2 separate regions of the Triticum aestivum genome follow, and region 2 is linked to region 1. A link is a contact called in public Hi-C data. All regions are on one chromosome and are shown on one strand. Each heading gives the region's core, a stretch centred on a gene start, on an enhancer-like site or on the middle of the called end of the contact. The rest is flanking DNA. Distances are from core to core; before and after follow the strand shown. Region 1 holds the start of LOC123169649. Region 2 holds the start of LOC123181919.

The links. Hi-C and Micro-C count contacts between places; a contact is called where the count stands out from the background.
Region 2: a contact with region 1 is called in a Hi-C map of leaf, with 2.4 times the contacts expected there. The contact joins the promoter of LOC123181919 here to the promoter of LOC123169649 in region 1.

Annotation. Positions count from the first base shown.
Region 1 is chr1D:341,985,110-341,988,536 of IWGSC CS RefSeq v2.1, forward strand. It overlaps LOC123169649, which reads right to left and starts at 1,542. Exons shown (of 9, transcript XM_044587529.1): 1 at 1,233-1,542; 2 at 1,057-1,122; 3 at 12-156. The coding sequence starts at 32.
Region 2 is chr1D:342,534,258-342,537,989 of IWGSC CS RefSeq v2.1, forward strand. LOC123181919 reads left to right here and starts at 1,415. Exons shown (of 1, transcript XM_044594328.1): 1 at 1,415-2,240. The coding sequence starts at 1,645. The coding sequence ends at 1,962. LOC123181918 (DUF21 domain-containing protein At4g14240) reads left to right here. Exons shown (of 12, transcript XM_044594326.1): 12 at 650-1,080. The coding sequence ends at 778.

The DNA of each region.
Region 1 (3,427 bases), core at 292-2,791:
AGAAATCTTACCATGAATATCTGAATCGTCATTCATGCTTGCATTATTGTCATCTGCTGTACTATTTGGAAGGACATTATGGATAACATAATCTGCTGCTGCATCAGCATCTCCATTGAATGAGATGGAAACTTCTATCAGTGTTGAGAAGTTAACCTGCATAGTCAAAAGTGGGGATGTGGCAGTGTGTGTTAGTAAGTGGCGTGCCAGGTCTATAATAATTTTTAACAACAACAAATGCATTCCCAATTTCATACAGTAACTCCATCCGTTCTATAGAAAATAATTGGAGTTCTAGGTTTCTCGTAGGTCTATAATAATTTTTAACAGCTAGTCCCTTCATTCCAAAATAATTGAAGTTCTAGGTTTCTCTTAAGTCAAACTTGCTCAAGTTTTTTTTTTTTTGCTTAGGTTTGATCAATTCTATAGAAAAAATGTGGTAAGATCTACAATTCCATTCATTACTTGGGTTTTGTTAATTGGTTAATGAAAAATAGTTTTGCCTAGGCTTTACTACAAAAATCACGGACCCAGAAAAACTCTCACCAAGACTAGAGAACGATATTGCAGAAAGAATTGAAATGCATGCGTACTTCAATCAAATTCTCTAGTGTTTGAGAAAAACAGATCACTTCTTCGTGCCATGCGTATGGCATGAAATTAAGGTGAAAGCAGATCAACCAAAGCCATTGGTTCACATACATATGTCCTGCAAACTAAGAAAAGAACACCATACGTTTTGCATTGGTATAATTTTTAAGCATCTGTGTGTCAACGCAGAGCAGCCCTTCGTTCATTCACGAAAAACGCAGGCATACACGCACACGATCAGCAGCGTACACCTACGCAGTTCAGTGAAACACAACCGACGAACCCGTCACGATTTGTTCGACAGATCAGCAATGTGTGAAACTAAACCGACGAACTCGTCGGCAGTTTTTTTTTACTGTAAAAAAATCATCGGCTGTACAAGTACAACCAATCCAACGGGCGTCGATTACGAAGTTTCTTGCAGAAAAGAAAAGATCAATCGCGGGTTGGCAGTCACGGACTCACCTGCGGGAACACCTGCACGAGGCCGTCCAGGACGAGGAGCGCGTCCCCCGTCATCCTCGCCTCCTCCTGCAACGCGCGCGAAGGACCATCGAACTCGTTAGGATCGAACTCGTATCCATACCGAACATGCAAAGGCGATCGAACACGCTAGGTCACGAGGGGGGCGGCGAGCGGACCTCGTACTTGCAGCCAGGGTGCGTGCCGTCGGCGTCGCCGGCGGACGAAGACGAGGAGGAGGCGCCCGTGGCGCCGTGCTTGCGGCTTGGGTCCATGCCGTTGCCGGCGGGGAAAGACGGAAAGGCGCCCGTGGTGGCTGGATTGGTTAGCTGGGGTCTCGGGGCGGGCGCTGGCTGCTCTGCTGGGAGGGCTTTGGGAAGAGGGATTTGATGGGGCGGGCGATCTTGGGAGAGGGGTCCGGCTTTAATCCGAGCAGGAGAGCGATTCCTGTTCGGTTCTGTTCTGTTTTGCCGCGATGTGGTTCGGGGGTGGCACGCGACGCGGGCTGCTGCAGACGACGACGAGGCGCGCGCGCGCGGGCGGGGGCCGTTGGATCTGGGAGCTCTTGGGGTCGCGCCCGGCGCCAGGATTCTGATCGGACGGTGGGGATGCGTTGTTGGCCGGTGCGGCTGTCCCGGGCGAAAGCAGAGCAGCTCTGACCCGAGCGGTTTTCAGTTTTGTGGAAGGATAACTACTCTGACCCGAACGGAACAGATATCTGTTTGGATTGGAGATGGAACGATGGAACGGCTCCGCCTCCAGATTGCAAAGGTGATCCAGATTCCAGCGTGGCCGATGATGGGGCCAATCCTACACTCCTTTCCCGGCACGGTGAAAGATGACGAGTCCCCTCGCGGCAGCGGCACGGCGCTTAATTCCCTTCTCGTCGTGCTCGTTTGGAGTTGGCCATCACTTAGCTCAGAGCCGCAGAGTAGACCACATTTTTTTTTTGCGGGTAGAAATTTGTATTACTCATCCACCAAAGTCCTTACAATCAATCGCAGCTAGTTCCAAAGCCTCAGGAAGACTAGAACCTAACCAAGTCATGGTTCTATCCTCACTACGAACAAATTTAGCAAAGCTATCACTAACTTTATTTTGGCTATGACTTACATGAGTAATACAATTTTCACGTAGAGACATAAGATATCTAATCTCCTTGATGATGGACGAATATACCGATCTGTCAACCTGTGAAGCCTGGATCAATTTCACTGCAATTATAGAATCCATGTCGATCTGCACTGGTAACTCGCTTCTCTAGATGGAGAAAGATAAACCTTCCATGCATGCACATAATTCAGCTTCAAGTGCATCCTGGCAAGAAAATAATTGCCTACAGGAAGAAAAGATGATGGCTCCCTTGTCGTCTCTTAACACCATTCTGGCACCAGCCGATCCATCAACAGCAAATGAACCATCAGTACACAACTTAACCTAGCAGGGCTTAGGAGCAGACCACTTGGGGTCTGCTACGATCATTACCGCATCTGGCCGAACTGGAATATATGTTATGATTGACTTCCCTTTGCTAGGATCAGCAATTAGATCAGTTTTAATGCCAATTAGAGAATCCAAGTAGCTCATCAAGAACCTTTGAGAAGCCTCCATGGGTGGCGGGGATTTATTATGGACAATCTCATTGCGTATGTGCCACACCCTCCACAATGTCATGAGAAGCATCGAACGCTCAATATCTGGCAGAGGAGCAAGAGCGTGCAGTAGCCACTCGACACCTGTATTCTGCACGGTAGTAATATTCGGAAGAGTCCATACTTCTGCCATAGCATCGCAGAGAACTCTGGAAAGGGTGCAGCGACATAGTGCATGGAAGCAGTCCTCAGACTCTATCGAACACACAGGGCACAAATCACTAGTTTCCAGCCCTCTTGTATGCTTGTTACTCCATGTAGGCAGAGAGTTTGTAGCGACCCGCCATGCGAAATTACGAACTGAGGGAGGAACATCAGTCGACCATATAAATTTCCAGCAGTCCCGACGCCCATCTGGACGTGAGCTGGAGCCCGTCGAAGTGCTTCTGTGAGCTTTCTCAAAGCCGAACTGGTACGCACTCCTCACTGAAAAGGCGCCAAACTTGCCAGGGCCCCACACCAACGTACCATCCTCCTGTCTTGGCGATGCCCTGATCTCCACAACATCCGCTGGCATAAAGAATTCCTGTAACAAGCCAACCTTCCATGAACCATTCTCATTAAGCAAATCTGAGACGAAGCGAATTCTGCACCTCCCTTGTAAAGTGAATGGTTTATAGGAGAAGGGTCGGGGTATCCAATTGTCACGTCAAACGCGTATATTTCTTCCATTCCCAACTCTCCAAATTAGACCCTTCTTCAAGAGTTCAAGACCGTAGCTA
Region 2 (3,732 bases), core at 165-2,664, 550 kb after region 1:
AAGTTTAGGACCAAAGGTGGAGTTGAGGCGAAGTTAAATGCCCAAAGTAGATCCTTTGTCTTTTCGTTGTTTTCACTTTCGAGTTCAGTTTCCTATATAGGCTTCTAGCTAGCATCTGAGTTGTGGCGATTCTTTAGGAGTCTACCTCTACAAAATACTGCATCTTCCAAAAGTAATTATAGCGTACAAAGTTAAATTTGATATAAATTTCTGTTGGCAATGTTAATCTTCTTTCATTCTTTACCCATATGCTCGTTGGGCATTCTTTTCCTGGTTACACTGAATGTTTGGTGAAAGTTATTTCGTAAGCTTTTGTGATATATGAACTGTTAAGTTGGAATTGCCAAAATCTGTAGAAATCAGTCTTACTCGAACTTATATTGTTGCGCATAAAACACATTCTTTGCTAAATAGACTGTAATTTAGTCCTATCTTAAATATATATATAATCGTTAGTCTTGCTTCTATGATAATTGCTATTTTTTTTAACCTTCAAAGACAGTAGGAAAGGTTCCTACTGACATGTATTAACTCATGAATCACAATTGTACATGATAGTGTCTCACCCTATTCCTTCTCTCAATAATTGCTATTCCGATGGTCCATCTTCGGCGAAGGCGAAAAGATGTTAAATTAGCTTTCATTGCAGGGAACGCAGAGCCGGCAAGGGCAGGCTGGACAGCCTGCTGGAATTTTGAAGAAGCCTGCTACTGAAGGTGATTCAAACCCATCAAAACAGGTGAACCTTGTCGAACCTCTGCTGGAAAATAGGAGGTAATTGTAGATGTATCACATAAATAGAGCGACGGGACGCATGAAAGCATGTTGTGATGTTGCTATATCCAGTGAGAGTAAATACCAGTTTGCTCGCTGTAAATTTCAACAGTAGCAATTTGAACCTTGTCATGAATGTCACTATGTCAGCGTTGAGTTTCGTCACTGGGACAGTAGCAACTACTGACATTTGGGAATCATAGACTTGGAACTAGTGCAAATGATAAATTAGATGTGTCCCGCAGACTTTGTGAATGTCGAGCACGTGGAATATTATAAGGTGGAATGCCTACACGGTGTGCCTGACTTCAAATCGACTATTGGTGTAGTCAACAAAATCCCGGCTCATGTACGAGCATTTTACAACATTTTGTTAGCATAAGTTTTTTTTAATTAATTTTGGAGTATATGTTTCTGTTTCAAGTGGGGTTGAGACGTTGCACCGGAGAGAATATTGCGTGCGATTTTCATGCTTGTTGGAAAATACGAGCGATCCGAGTGGGAAGTGAAGTCCAGACCGACATAGCCTTGCTTCCGCCACCCCTTTCCGGATAAAATAACGCTGGTCTTCCTACGCTGCATACTAGGTTACGTGTGATCTACTCTTCCTATTTCTCGATCCTTCCTTCCACTCTGGTCTTTTTTATAAGAAAAGAATGAACTTGGCTGCCAAGATACCTGCAATCCTGGCAACTAAAACGCGTCGGGTTTCCTATCCGACTCGGTTCGGGGCCTCGCCTTACATATACGCTACCATAATTCACGAAATGGGACCCGAGCAATCGAGCACAAGGATGCGCTGACGAATCCGGCCGATCGACCCCCCAAGCAGCGGCGCCCCCGACGCGCGCGCCTCCGTACGTGGTAGAGATGACGATGTCCGGGCGGTGCGTGGCGGCCACGGGCGCCCTCATGGCGTGTGGCCACTGCGGCGGCCTCCGCCGCGTCAGGATGGAGGGCGAGTTCGTCTCCTGCGACTCGTGCGGCAAGGTCCTGCAGCAGCGGGGCCGGAAACAGCGCGCCGTGGAGGTGGAGGCTCGGCGGCAGCTCCGGCGGCGCTGGTTGGGGGCCAGGAAGAGAAGGGACGGCCGCGCGGCGGCTGGTGGCGGAGGCTTGGTCGTCGGAAGGGAAGCATCTGATGCCGAGTCCGACACTGGTTGTGTTTGTTTCGTGGAATCGTCGTCGTAGTGATTGCGTCGTCCTCAACTGATGTTTTAGAGCAGTTTGTGGATTCTGGGCTAGACAACGTCACTGAACAAGATATCGACGATAATGCTGGGAAAGTTGCAATTTAGCCTGTTTGTAATATCCTGGCTGAGTTTAATCTTTGGAGGACAGCCAGACGGGTGGGAGTAGATTAGCGTGTGAGTTTTGGTGGGTGAACTGCTGACCTAACCTTTCACTTGTTATAGGCAGGGGCCTGTTGTAAACATCTTTGCTATATTTTTCTTTTGACAAAAATGATATCTTTGTTATCTATGGTCATTAGGGGCATCTCGAACGGCAACCCGTAATATTTTTTTCCACATCCGTCCGTGAACAGAGGGACCAGTCAGCGTACACGGATGCGGGAGGACAACATTCAACGCTATACATTTCAAACTATTTTTTCAACAAACCGGATGAAATTCATGCAAACACGGCCGGATTTTATACAAACATGACGGATTTCATTACATTTAGAACATTTACAACAAAAAAAGCCCGCCCCTAAACCTATCCTACGGCATCGGCGCCCGGTGTCCAAGCCCGTGTCCTTCTTCATCTGTCGTCTCCATGAGCACCGACGATAAGGCTGATGAAGTGAAGGTGCAGTCTCCGGCGAGGAAGAGTAGAACAAGGGAGACAGACCGGCCCACATGGGACACAAGGCACCTCCGCCTCTCGTGGCCTACTCATTCTCGAAGGAGTCCGTGACCTGTACGTCACCGATGGACGTGAGTTATATATAGTGAAGTGGAGTTAGCATTATAAGGTAAGACACTAAAACATCTTTACAAGCGATGGAAATGCAGCTGAGGTTTTATTGTAGTTGAACGAAACCATCATCGATGGAAGAACGGCTAAAAATGATGATAAGAGCATAGAGATAATGCAACGCTCGAGTCGAGCTAGAGTTGAGAAGCTGATAAAAGAAAAGACACAAACCTCCTTCATAAACAAGACAAAAACTGGTTGTGTCATCCTTATACGTCAAGCAGTAATGGCGGCAATGGTACAAGATGCACACCCTAACAGTTGTGGTCTGCTAGACTGTCAGTACTTATAATATAATAAAATAATTAAAGTGGCTAAGCTAGGGTTGCTATGGTGCACTTGAGGTGTGTGGCGTGAGCCCTCACGTGTCTGATTTTTCATTTGGTTCATTATTGATTTTCCTTTTGTGTTTTGCTACTGATTTTTTAGCGCAGTACAACATAGATGCCCACATATATGCACATACACACAGATCTATAAATTCACACACGCACACTCTACCATTATGAGCACTTTTGAGATACCGAGCCGGCACAACATCTTAAGATTACGAAGTCAACGCAAGCGTGTTGGTAGTCGACGTTGATGCCCACATACACACACATACACTCACCCCTATAAACGCATGCACGCACATCCTATCTCTATGAGCACCTCCGAGATACTAAACCGGCACAACATCTTGATATTGACGAAGTCACCGCAGACATCTTCGTACTCGATGTTGATGCCCACGTACACACACATACACTCACCCCTATGATCCACATTTCATCTTCAGCTCTCTCCCTCTCCCTCCCTCCCTCCCTCTCTCTCTCTCTCTCTCTCTCCCCCCCCTCTCTCTCTCTCTCTCCCTCTCTCTCTCTCTCTAATTTCACATTTGAAGTGTATCTACCTTTATATATTCCAACAACTATTGGTGGCTAAACTTAGACATGCATTGTTTCTGTGCTTGCTTGGCACTCTTCCTCCATATCCCTA